2 separate regions of the Mus musculus genome follow, and region 1 is linked to region 2. A link is a contact called in public HiChIP or PLAC-seq data. All regions are on one chromosome and are shown on one strand. The core of a region is the stretch at or near the end of the contact, and the rest is flanking DNA. Distances in the headings are between cores, read along the strand shown. Region 1 holds the start of Nkain2 (Na+/K+ transporting ATPase interacting 2). Region 2 overlaps Nkain2 (Na+/K+ transporting ATPase interacting 2).

What was found. HiChIP or PLAC-seq counts read pairs in DNA pulled down with a chosen protein or histone mark.
Region 1: a contact with region 2 is called in an H3K4me3 HiChIP or PLAC-seq map of embryonic stem cells, with 2.6 times the contacts expected there. The contact joins the promoter of Nkain2 here to the enhancer-like site in region 2. A contact is called at or near these places in 6 of 39 promoter capture datasets (the 3T3-L1 cell line, the HPC-7 cell line, embryonic stem cells and 2 more), 1 of 484 Hi-C or Micro-C datasets (cortical neurons) and 4 of 115 datasets of contacts at active chromatin or transcription factors (embryonic stem cells and forebrain).

Annotation. Positions count from the first base shown.
Region 1 is chr10:32,885,236-32,891,410 of GRCm38.p6, reverse strand. It overlaps Nkain2 (Na+/K+ transporting ATPase interacting 2), which reads left to right and starts at 1,496. Exons shown (of 7, transcript NM_001013411.2): 1 at 1,496-1,768. The coding sequence starts at 1,715.
Region 2 is chr10:32,637,770-32,644,842 of GRCm38.p6, reverse strand. The region is part of intron 1 of Nkain2 (Na+/K+ transporting ATPase interacting 2); the gene reads left to right. Among named protein-coding and RNA genes, the nearest start is that of Nkain2, 250 kb to the left of the region's middle. Within about 2 kb of position 4,437, at least 5 of the 459 cell types and tissues checked have an H3K27ac peak or open chromatin away from gene starts, as enhancers often do. A contact at or near this core is called in embryonic stem cells, where this site is marked.

The DNA of each region.
Region 1 (6,175 bases), core at 247-2,746, 250 kb before region 2:
GACTACAGATAGAATTACGTTTTACGGTACAGTCTAAATGATTCTCAAGCTGATGCTGATGGAAGGGAGACTAGGTCCTCAGTGTGGGTAAAGTTACCATACACAAATGTCGTTTTTCAAGGAGGCTTAAGTCCTACTTGTCTCACGAACCTTGTTGGTTAGCTTTTTTTCTTTTTTTCCGGTTTTACATCTCTAACGATGGTATTTTTTAGCTCCATGAACAGTTCTTTTCACTCACAGCACTTTATTCCAATGGCTTTACTATCCAGTGGATCTCAACAGTACACCCTCTCTCTGTAGCCAGATTAGGAATGCTTTCAGTAGCTGTTGGGACTGTAAATGAAATGCCCTCTTCTGAACACCAAGGTCTAAATGACCATCACTTGCTCCAGCATGTTTTTCCCTTCAGCTTTTTACCCGTAGGTGGCAGCAACAGGCTCCAGAGTGCGTGTCCGCAGGTAACTGCTGCTGTCAAACCTGGAGTATGACCAAGCAAGGACACATAACCAACCGGATGGTGCATGAGGTCTGGTAGATAAGTGCTCAAATTTCATCGGCTCCTTCCATTGTTAAGAAAGCAGTCTGAAGCACCAAAACCAAACTCCTACATTTCCTCTGGCTCCCTACATTTTGCAACTTCAAGAGGCAATTCCGTTCGGTCCTTGTAGCAGGCTAATCTTTGAAACTCTGGAATCTCTGTCCCTTGCTGTCCTTGCCTCGTGCCAAGCACAGGACTGTTGGTTGGCCGCCACCGTGTCCACTTCTCTCCCTCCGCTCTTTGCTGTAAGTGCATGCAGGTTTTCCAGTGGGGAAGAATGCCTTAGCGGCACCCCAGTTGATATCTCACCATCCCTTTTCATAACCGTACTTTCACACACACACACACACACACACACACACACACACACACACACACACACACACACCACAGCTTGCACGTGTAATGCTTCTGGCAGGGTTGCCTCAGCAAGACCGATACCAACAAAGCAAGGCATCGCCAAGCAAGCAAGCAAGCAAGCACGCAAGCAAGCAAGCAAGCCAGCCAGCCATGCCACCGGGACTCCTCCGACCCGATCCCTCGCGTTGTTCCCGCAGTCAACGCCCCCGCAGCTCCCAGGCACCGCGACACCACGCCCGCAACGGCCAGGGCTGCTGCCCGCCACGACCTCTGAGAAGTTGTTGATTGGGAGGGGATCCGCTCATCTAGGCAAGGGGAAGGGCGCCGCAGGGCGTCCGCGCGGCCCCCGCAGCCGCCCCGCCCCTGGGCCCCGCACGCGGAGCGCAGAACAGAGGCGCCCGGCGCGCATCTCAGCCGCCCCGGGAGCCCGCGCACCCGTGCGTGGGGAGGGAGTGCGGGGCGGGCGAGCGCTCGTCGGGCGTGGGCCGCAACTTGGCGGGCCAGATGCCCCAGGGCTCGGCGGCGCTGTCTGCCTGCCGCTGCTGCCCCTGCGGGGCCCGGGCGCGTCTCCTTGGGCGGCGCTGCCCGCGGCGCTGGGAGTGCAGTGAACGAGTAAAGGTATGTGTGGCGGGCGCGGCTGGGGCAGCCGCCGCCGCGCAGGACACTGTCACTTCCCTGGACATTGGCAGCGGCATCTGGGAGCCCTAGAGCCCTGGGCAGGTTCTCCTGTCCTTCCCCACGATCTGATTGGATAAACTGGGGCCTCGACGGTGGCCGACGTGGGACAGCCTGGCTGTGGCAGGGGTCTCGGAAACCATGGGTTATTGCAGTGGCAGGTGCACGCTTATCTTTATCTGTGGCATGCAACTGGTAAGTGACGCTTGGGTTCTCTTATTCTCTTATGTACCATTGAGAGAGTGGGCAGGGAGTGTAGTAAGAGATCTGCCATTGAGCAGGACGGAAGGGAAAAGAAGAGATAAAAGATGCCACATATTACCTGTATTTAAAATGATTTTAGGGGTGCAGCAGAAGTGAGCCTTTCTGCCTTTCCCCGTTTCTGTCCCTCTAAGGACAGTTTTGCAGGTGCAGGTTAAACTTGTTATCTTTAATTTCTTTAAGGGAGTGGAGATGTTGCTCTCCTTTTATGCTTGGCATTCTTGCTAATGTGAACAGGATGGTTGTCATATATATTTTACTATATATGCGTGTAAGTTGAAAAGCAGATTTTCAGGCTTTTATATACTTGTTTTGAAGTATTTATTTATCGTCGCTTGATATTTTCTTAGAATATATTGTCTTATAATTTTCTTAAAAACTCCTTGTTTAGGTCAGATGTGTTCTAGCAGCATTCTGAACTAAAAAGCCACAGTGAGTTCTAAAAGTATGTAGATCAGAGAGAGATACTTAAACTCTGCAACACCATTGCCCCAGAGTGGACCTTTAAAACATAAGAGCTACAAAAATTCCAAGAAGAAATAATATCTTGTCTTCCATAATGTACAATATTGCCACTGAAATTGATGCTATTGTTTGATCTCACAGGATGGGGGATTGTATGTAAGTTTGGAAGAATATCCTATTGCTGCTTTTAAAAAGCCAAGAATGCAAATAATGTCTCGATTTCAATTCCTAAAGGCAATAGGAGGAGGGGCTTAGGGGAAGATAGGGTGAAAATTTATGTCAGTGGCAAATGGTTAATTTGAAATAGGGGGCACTTCTGCAACACCAAGTAGCTTTCCATAGAAAGTATAAATTAGTCTAAACAGTTCCCCTTATTTGTTTTATAAAGGGTTGGGGGCTGTAGAATGGAAGACAATTATTGAAAATCCAGTCATCGCAGGGTGTTTAAATGAACAAGAATTTGCTATTAAAACTGACAAAAGAATTTCTTAAGTTTTCTTCACTGTTTATCACTTGCAAAGACCTGCAGAGGGTTCTTCTTTTATTTCTTTCTTTTCTCTTTCTTTTTTCCTTTAAAAAAACTTACTTAAAGTGTTTGAGGCATCTCAGCTCTGGTATCCCACCGCCACCCAGGAAAGTCCTGGATGGTGTATTCCTTAATCTGTGAATTGTGTATTATGGACTTGGTTGTAAGGGAAAAGAAGAGATCTAATTTTAGGAGCTTTATGTATTCTCAATGCTATGTAAACCAGCTTCTATATCTCTACCCCAGATTCATATAAGTATTGCAGCAAAGAACTATTGCCATTAACAATAGAGCTAACCAGAGTTTACTTTGTAAAACTACCAATGTAACCCAAATATTCCAAGTTGCATTGCATTTCCCAAACATGTGTGTGTGTTGTATAGGTTTCAGAATAGTCTATATTTGCAGTATCACAGTTGTAAAGTGTAAAACTAAGAATAGGTTGGTGGGTAGAACATTCTTATATTCCTCTCAGTTTAGAAACATGGAAGTTAACTCTAAATTGTTTAACGTGAGAGGAGCTTTATTAATGTGGTAGGGCAATTGTATGTAGGGCAACTGTATGTATTGGGATCAGATGACATTTTGTATGATGAATATAAATTCTTAAAATAATTGGAAAATATAAATATACCAGTGAGGAAGCTAAATATACAAACATGATACAGCTGTAGATTTCTTCTGTTGCTCTCTCTCTCTCTCTCTCTCTCTCTCTCTCTCTCTCTCTCTCTCTCTCTCGTGTGTGTGCATATATGCAACTATTTCTTGTAGAGGAGCTAGAATACTTAATGGAAAAGAAACCTTAATAATGACTATGTTCTCCAACAAAATAGAGTTGGCTGTAAGACAGGCATGTTCAGCCTAAGCAAGCGCACAGCTAGGGGTCCTGAGAAGTATTCTATGCTTCATGAGAAAATCCTGGTCTTTTTCCTTTCCCTCTTCTTGTGCCACCAGACTAATATAATTAGCAGCCATGTTAATGCAGAGATAGAACAAAAACAAAGGAGAAAGACAATTAATTGTTCTAATGGAGTGAAATAGTAAAAGCCTGTAGGGCATAAGAGATTCTTGTTCATTGCTGTGTTGTAGAGATATTTATGCAATCTGACATAAAGTAACTCTTTGCAAAGTGTTGTGGAACACCTATGAGTGGAAGTACATGTTTCACTCTATGTTTATAGATACAAAATTTTGGCACATCTTTGGGTTAGTCTGGGAAAATTTTATTTTACATAAAAACCATATTCCCAGCCTAAGTTTTGACTTGTTGTATCATTGGCTGGCAGAGAGATTCCAGTTTTGTTGACTTCTGAAATGTTCAGTGTGTTGAGACTTTTATGCCTGCTTTACTTTCATAAACACAACCTGAGATTTGTTAAAACTACTGGAAGCCAAAGATACCTAAGATTAAATTCTCTTTTTATTAAATAACTTAAGTTTCTAAAAGCATTAATCTGTAATCTTATAAATTGAGTGTTGTGTTTCAGTTGAAAAATTACATCAATTTATAGCTAATCTTAGAAAAGGATGTAGTATTGTTAAGTACTGTAGAAACAGAGACCTCATTTGTCTCATTATTTTCAAAGCAGATGTGGTATTTTGGACATTTGACATGTGAAGAACAGGTTCATAAGCTCCAGAGGCATTTTTCTAGCCAGGAGTGTATATCCTTGCTGTTAATTATATAAAATATGTTTTTAAAATCTCAGTGTTTGACAGAGTGAAGGCATAAATATATGTTTATTATTGTAACATCTGAATATCAGGTCATAAAATAAATGAAAATTCCGCACCATGATAATTTAATCTAAAATTTTATTCAATGAGAAAGTGTCCACAAGTATCATAAATTGAAATTTCCGAGTTGTATGGTTAAACTCACTTTAGATATCAGTGTGATTTTTGTAAAAAAAAAAATAAATGTAATTTCTGGAAAGAGATTTGCTCCTTGGGCAAAATCCAGAAGTTAAGCTCATAATCGCTAGGATGTGATTTCCTGGTTATCGTTGCTGCCTTCACTGAAGATTTCAGATAGTAACAGAAATTATCACCGTGTTTCCAGTGATGGGTTTAGGATTACAGGCCAAGATAGAACATTCAGTCAGCTAGTGAAAGAGTCTACCTTTTGTCCCTCAGGTTTTCTTTGAATCAAACACAACTTTCCATAGTATTCTAATATTTCTCAGTGAAAAATAACTCAACATAACTTATTTTATAATGAAAACACAACTTTATTTCCAAGTAAGTGAGCTTCAGATCACATACATATTGATATACCAGAGTCCTGTGTGGCAAGAAGTATATGTTTCCTCAGCTACTGAAAGATCGTCTAGATTTTCTTACAATGGATTTCCACTTGAAAATTATGTTCTTTCCCTGCGATCTATGAAACATTACTGACTTGGAGCAAGTGCCACTAACAGCCAGGTTGGCAGCAGTGTGTGCAGCTATGTGAATCAGCATTTTTGAAAATTAAGAATGATACTTGCACAGTTACCATGCAATTTAATAGGTGCACATTTACTTTTTAAAAAGGACAGAGATGTAGATATAATGTAAACAAATTTCTTCTAGTTATAGATTATTCTGCAGTGTTCACCACTATTTGGTGAATATTTGATTACTTCGGAAATAGCAAAGCTTGGCCAGGAAGTGCAATGTTAGGGTGACATTGGGCTACTACCTTGTTGTTCATAGATCTACCTCATGAGGAAGGGTGAAATTTCCCATATGACACTTTAGAAAGTTGTGAAATTGAAACATCCTGAGGCGTTTCTAAATTCTAAAATGGCTCTTTCTTGCTGTAGTGTTTCCTTTAAGTGTACAAAAGTATTTTTTTGCTATGTCTTTTATCTTAAAATGCTATTTCATTGTAATTAAATATAATTACTTTTAATTGAATGCTTGAAAAAGAAGGTATACAGAGTTTTCCTGCTATACAGCCCAGTCTGTCCTTTCTATAGAAGAACTTATGCTGTTATGCACTTCATTTCAATAAGCCAGTGTGTACAGGTCTTCTTTCCTCCTTCCTCATGCAAATGCTTGGGTCCCCAAGAGCTCTCTGAGGAAGGTCAAAGTGTTCTCTAGTGTGGAGCCCATACATAGGTAATTGTTTAGAAAGGTGAGCGGCCAGTTCCACCTTTGTTCCCCCTGGTGCCTTTTAATTTGGGGTCAAAATTTCTACTTACCCTAGTCAAGAACTTTAGAGTAGAAGTTGGGGATACCTTAAAATACGAAGCTTCCTTTTGGATGGGAATATTTTATTGTTGGATATATATATATGTTTTAGAAAAATTACAATTTTACAATTTCACACCATTGTCTTTATAAAGGAAATAAAAATAATTTCA
Region 2 (7,073 bases), core at 3,188-5,687:
GTAAATGCTACAGTACTGAATTAATCCTACAGTGTTCCCAAAGGGGAAGAGACTTGTCAGAGATGTCCTCACATCACAGTGGACAGGCATCTCATTCCACTTGATAGGCACCCAGGAGGATGTACAGAGAAGCTGCCTGATGAACTGGAATGACTATTATTGGCAGGTTCCTGGGATCCCGAAGGAAATAGAGCTGTCAACTGAGAGGAGACTTGTAACCAGAGTAGATTAAGAGAAAAGAAACGAATAGGTATATGAGGTGGAGAAAAACAATATTTTAGACAACTATGGTAGGCGGCAAGAGCCAGCATAAGCAAATGATTTGTACCCATGAGGGGCCAAATCAGCAGGTAGGTTTTGTTGGTCAGGGTCATCAGTTTGATATCCAGTTCAAGACAAACATACCATACAAAGAATGATAATAATAAAATGATAAATAGATTTTTTATCATTTTTTCAAATGTTTGTTTAAGTAATTTCACTAATAATTTTAGGAAAAAATGTTAACTCATAAGCCCAGTTTCCTTCTCTTTGCAATCTGAATATCCTTAGTAAGGTGTAACAGATATCCACCTATAGAACAAAACTAGAGTTTTGCATAAAATTTTCCAGTTATATTTCTTTATTTTACATATTTCATTACCAACTACCAAGCTTTACGTGATTTATTTCATATTAAATATATATCTTATTTTTAAGTGGATGTCCTTTTTATTACTCAAGCTCCATCCTGAGATTTTATTTAATTTCTACTGTAACCTAAAGATAACCCATAAGGAAAATCTTACAAGTTATAACAGCCAGCATCAGAGCTGCAGATCTCCATTGTGAACTAACTTGCAAAGTATCTAATAATAAACTCTCAAATCTATGCTATAATATTAATTGTAAATGAATGCACACTTTGATATGAATAATATTTATTCATTTTGTCAGAAAACACATGTCTCCTTCTGTACTAGATAATGATCTATTTTCACAAGGGCTTCTGGACCAAAGAGATACCGTACTAGTATCTATTACTAGAAGGCAGGTATATTTTGTGTTCTTTCATGATATCAATTTGTAGATTCTTTAACTATTCAGAAGCTTACTTTAAACTTTTTACCAGAAGTGAATTTGATTTTCTATGTTTTTTTTTCCCTCATGTGTGTATATGACATGCCTTTAGGCCACTGTTAATACCTTCTCCCCATTTTATTGCCTTTATGATATATTTTAGAGATTTCTTTGAAAGTAATTGAGCTACAGTAAATCATTTGTCATTTGCTGATCACCCTCTTTCACTATGTAGGTATGAACTTGTATTTCATTTGTCGTGTGTCCATAAATAGAAAAATAAACAATAACTTATTCATGTGACTTCTAATTGTGGAGAGGGTTAGAAAGTTTCAGTCAGTTGAAAATGAGCTATCTACATATAAACTTACTCAGAAACATATTAGCAATTTAAATGATTAAGTTAATAAGATTCAATTAGCTAATTTTTCCATCCTTTCTCTCCCTTGCCATCCTACAGGCCTCTGTGTGTGAGCTTCTTGGATGAGTTACTGGGAGCATAGGGGTGGGGAAGTCTGTGCAGAAGGCAATTGGCAGAGAGGCTCAATCCAATATGTGACCCCTGCTGCAAGCTTTCCTGGATTCTGTGCCTTCTAATCACTTGTGGACTCCAGCACCTTCTTGTTTTCATAAAGTCTCTCTTTCTCTCTCTTTCTTTCTCTCTCTCTCTCTTTCTCTCTCTCCCTCTCTCTCTCTCTCATCACCCCCTCTGTGTGTGTGTGTGTGTGTATTCTCTGTTTAAGTACAAGAATGTATGAGCCATATTACAAATATAAGAATAGAAGACAATGTATCCACTTTGTTCAAGATAGTGTTGAACTTGGTGTTCAGTGCTGTGCATGCCAGATCCTGCATGATTTTCTGTTCACTTCCGCTCTAGTAAGAAGAACTTTGGGGTATAGCCTTAGAATACTGCACTCATGAACCATTCATAGAAGTCTAGATGGGTTCTGAACACTCCAACTCAGGTCTTCAATCATCCTCAGCCATCACCCAAAGACCCATGCCTAAATGTTTTAGTGTATCTTTTTTTTTTTTTTTTTTTTTTGGTCAGGTTTATGTTGAAATATATGCTTCTGACACATTAATTCATTGATTTTGACATCTTTATAGTATTAGTTAAAAATATCAGTGTTAGTAATAGTGTACTTAAAGTAATTGATGATATCTTATCAAATTTCCCTTGATTGATGAGTAGAGTGAATTGATTTGTCTCCTCTGTACTAAAATACGGAGATATTTTGCTTAGCAATGTGTTTCTCAAAAGGATATGTGTACGCGCATGTGGCATTTTTGTTTGTTTGTTTTATATTGAAAAGCTTGATGTAGTGAAGCCAAATAGTTGAGGAAATTGAAGAAAAGCTTTATGAAGAAACTAATCAATATTTTCTCTGGAACTTAGATACAACTTCTACACGTGGCATGCCAGATGGACTAAGGGAAGAAAAGAACTGAGATGACAGTTTTTGCTTGACATTTGAGATGCTGTAGAGTGAGCAACAGAATCTTAACAACTATGAAGCATCTACAACATACTTCATATTATGCAGTGTAAAACAGGGAAACAGCAATACCTTGTTTGAAAAAGGAAGAATGGTTTATTTCTCAATGAACTCAAGGTGTCCTGAACTTAACATTTTCATGACAAAATAAACAAGATTTTAAATGTTCAGATATATACATGAGAAAATAGATTCTCATTTTTTGAAATTTAGCTTTGTCATTTTTGTTTTCATCTCTACACTGTATTTTTCTCACTTGGGAAGGTCAAATATTAACATGTACATTGCATCAAACTTGTTATGTCTCCTGTTAGAAAGCTTACTGGATGTAGTTTATACACCAAGGTCTCTTGGGTTTTACAATTATTGAATGGCTTCAAAAAAAGGTGCTATAAAAATTAACATATCTGGACAGTAAATTATAGGTCAGCATATCTGCTAAACACTGGTAAGTCAGTACTATATAGGTCTTCACATACTGTAGTATACATGTTTAAAATAAAATTAAGTAGAGGAAAATAAGCAAAATTAATACCTGATAAATTATCTGAGATATACATATATAAGTATAAATTGATATGCTGTATATTTAGTCTCATTTACTATTTTGAACCTAAAGTACCAATTTTAAGGAAGGCATGTTTTAGATCATAATGTACTTTTTAAAGGATATACATTCCCTTTAGACAACAGTCAAATAAATGGAGAAAAGAAGGAAATTCAAATTTCAACTCAGTTATTTCTACAGAATACATAGTTTTAATTGCATTGTTCAAGTAATCTTAAATTATAACCTACTTCTAGGCTAGAGTGTTTCATAGCTTTTTATGTAGAAGATCTAAAATAGGGGGAAGTAACTTTTAGTTTTATACCAAGGTCCTTTGTTGGTATAGTTCCTTTGTCCAAGTCATTAGCACCCTTTTACTCCTCCCCTCTTCTCTCTATAGCTGAAATGAAGAGTTTGACATAATTACTACTTCTTGATACAGTTAATACATCCAGTAAGTGTTGATAATCTGAGATATGCAAGAAGAAACTTAGGTATGTCTTAGGATAAAGTATTGTCACAGTAAATATCCCTCGAACTCTAGAAAAATTCTGACATTACATCACATATGCAGGTGTGTATATAAAAAAACACAAACAAACAAAACCCAGTTACATAAGTAAGATCAGCCCCTTCCCATTCCCAGGCCATCCAAACTTCTTGGCCTAAAAGAATGTAGCTGTCTCTTGTGAGACTATGCCAGGGCCTAGCAAACACAGAAGTGGTTGCTCATGGTCAGCTATTGGATGGATCACAGGGCTCCCAATGGAGGAGCTAGAGAAAGTACCCAAGGAGCTAAAGGGATCTGCAACCCTATAGGTGGAACAACAATATGAACTAACCAGTACCCCGGATCTCTTGACTCTAGCTGCATATGTATCAAAAGATGGCCTAGTTGGCCATCAATGGAAAGAGAGGCCCATTGGACACGTAAACTTTATATGCCCCAGTACAGGGGAATGCCAGGGCCAAAAAGGGGGAGTGGGAAGGTGGGGGGAGCAGGAGGGTATGGGGGACTTTTGGGATAGCATTGGAAATGTAAATGAGGAAAATACCTAATAAAAAATATAAAAAAAAAGAAAAGAAAGAAAAGAATACATTTTAACCTGGTAATTTTCCTCTTTAAAAGACAGATACTTAAAATAGAACATTTAGAGGCAGGATTTTCCCCTGAAATTTACATCTGACTGGTCTTGTACTGTTCTGTTATTATTTAAAATGCAGAAGTTTACAGATCAATAGTACCGCATTGCTTTATTTCAGGATGTGGGTTTTGGCTCTTGCAGGATTTTTACATATGATAATTTACCTGTGACTTTCCTCTTTAGGAAAAGAAATCAGTGAAGTAGCATTGGTTAGCAGCCCCGGGCCCACAGGCTCACAGTGATGCAAAGTACTTTACTTATTGTTGGCTTTCCTGCCTGTCTTATAAAATGCTGAGTCAAAGAAAAGCGAGCAGGTATCTCTGTGTTAGTAATGGTACAAAGAATGCAAAGGCAAATGATGCACACAAAAAATATATATAATATAAAATAAAATTATCAAAATAAAAGATAAAATAAAAGTATCAAAAATTACTGAAACAATTAGACACAAGAATACAGGAAAACCTTGTTATCTGGTTCTATTAATTGAGAAGAATTTTTTTTTTTTTACATTCATGGAGACAAGGTTGCTTTATTTTTATGAAAAACAAGTTCAAAAACACTTCAAAGGAATCAAAGGTATCTAAACTAAACATTTTATGCAGCAACTGTGTGCAGTCTAGCAGTGATATACATACTCCTGCATCCCATAGAACTCTCACCTTTATTCATGAGAAAGGCTTATTAAGGAGATATTACATATATATGCTTCTTTGCTAGCTAAGTAGTAGAAATTAAGATTTTCATGTAATACATATATTGCAGAACATGCAACTCAACTCTGTAAAATAGTCTGTATCCTTTATGTAGAGTTAAATGTGCTTCACTGAAGCCTTAAACTATCTTGAATGATTATTAAAATATAAATACCTATTATCTGTATTTCTATAATTTTGCTCACCTCTTATCAGTTACCATATTTAGGGACTTTAAAAAAAAAACTAAACGAATATTTAAGTAGTTTAGTAGATTGCTTTAAGTGACTGCTTAGAGCTCTTGGACTTCAACTGTATCTCACCATTATAAAAATGTGCTCTTTTAAGAAGTATCCAAATCAGAAAATTCTAAGAATTGGTTAACAAAGGTTAAAACATAACTGGAGCATGGAAAGGGAGGAACTGATGAGCAGATTGCTGATAAGTAACCTCTGTGCTCACTAAGAGAACAACATCTGACCAAAGGAAAGAAAGGCCTTTGAATTATTAACAGACTATTCTGAGACATTGTTGGCAATTCAGTGGGGTCATGAAGGCTGGCAGGTTGTCATAGTAACAGAGATGATGAGACCAAATGTATAGCCCTCCTACAAAAATGAGTCTAACTGCTGCTTTTCATATTCTAATGGCTGGTCCAGAATTTCTAATAGTAACATTATTGGAGTGGAACATATTTTCTAGTTTAATTACATATACTTCTCTGTAGGCAGAGCCGTTATAAATGTATTTTCTAAATGTATTCTAGAGTATGCTTCTGTAGGAAAGCCTTCCCACAACTGAGGTTTTAAATTTGTATTTGAGAACTCATGGAATGTGTTATTTATTCATATTTCACAATGGTATTACTGACCCATTATTCTGTAGTGATTGACTTCTCTAGTGGCTCTCAAGGTTTGTTAGAGTCAACTGCCTCTGTAGTCTCATGATTTTAATCACTGCTGTTGAGAAAAATGCCTGGGAGACTCTATTTCTGATGTGTTTTTTTATTGTTGTTCTAAGAAACACTAACTTTCTTGTAGCTGATTGCACCCTAAGTAGAAACCAAAACAGAAAGAAGTAGAGAGAAATTAATAATGACTGGGACACATGTGCTTATAATAGTTAATAATTGATGCAAATTAAAAGGAAGTAAAGAAATCAGACCTTCCCTTGTGAGAAACTCTGGACAGTATACGGTTAAAAATGGTTGTTAAAAATTTAGAGTTTACAAATTAAAAAAAAAAAAAAGGTGGCGTCTTTATATCACTCACTGTGTTTCACATTATGTGTTAAGTCTAAGAAACACTTGACATTAAATGATAGCGTGTATTATGGCCAATTTATCTTAAAGGATACCTGTCATGGGGAATATTTTCAAAAGACCAGCAGGCTTCCTGGGCTGCTACCAGCAACCAGCAAACAACATGGCTCTGGCAGGATGCTCTCTACTTGACCATCTCTGTGCTGGAGCTTCCAAGTCACTTGGTGGATCTCTGCTGCCAGACCGCACAATGACCATCCACCTCATAGTCAACTATCACAGCCCCCATTTACCTGGGAGAATCAAAACTCTTAAAGCTTATAATTAACCAATCATATATATATATATATATATATATATATATATATATCAATAAATTTTCAATTTAAAGGCCAATACATTAATTTCAGAACCAATTAATAATGATAAAAGCTTTATCCCGTAAGGTTATTCTAACCTTATAATACTTATGATATCGTAATGATATCATAATGATATCTTAGACTTATCATATCCTTTGGCAGGTTAAAGTCATGCTAGATCAAGTCAGCCTCCATCTTGGCCTTCTCACGTGAGATGCTCTCTGTCTCTCAGCTCTTAGCTCTACCTCCCTTTTCACTGTCCAGTCACAGACCTCCTGCTGCTCTAATGTAATTGGATAGGGAAAATCCTGCAACATATCACCCTTTCTGTTTAATTAAATAAAAATAAACTTTATCTCAAAATATAAATTGAGCACAATTATTATCATTTTGTAAGGTATAAAGTAAAAGATAGACCTAACACCTAGTCGTCAGTCCATCATTTCTGTCAATTAAGAAGAACCTCTGTCATCTATCCTAACTTAAAAGACCAATAATTTTA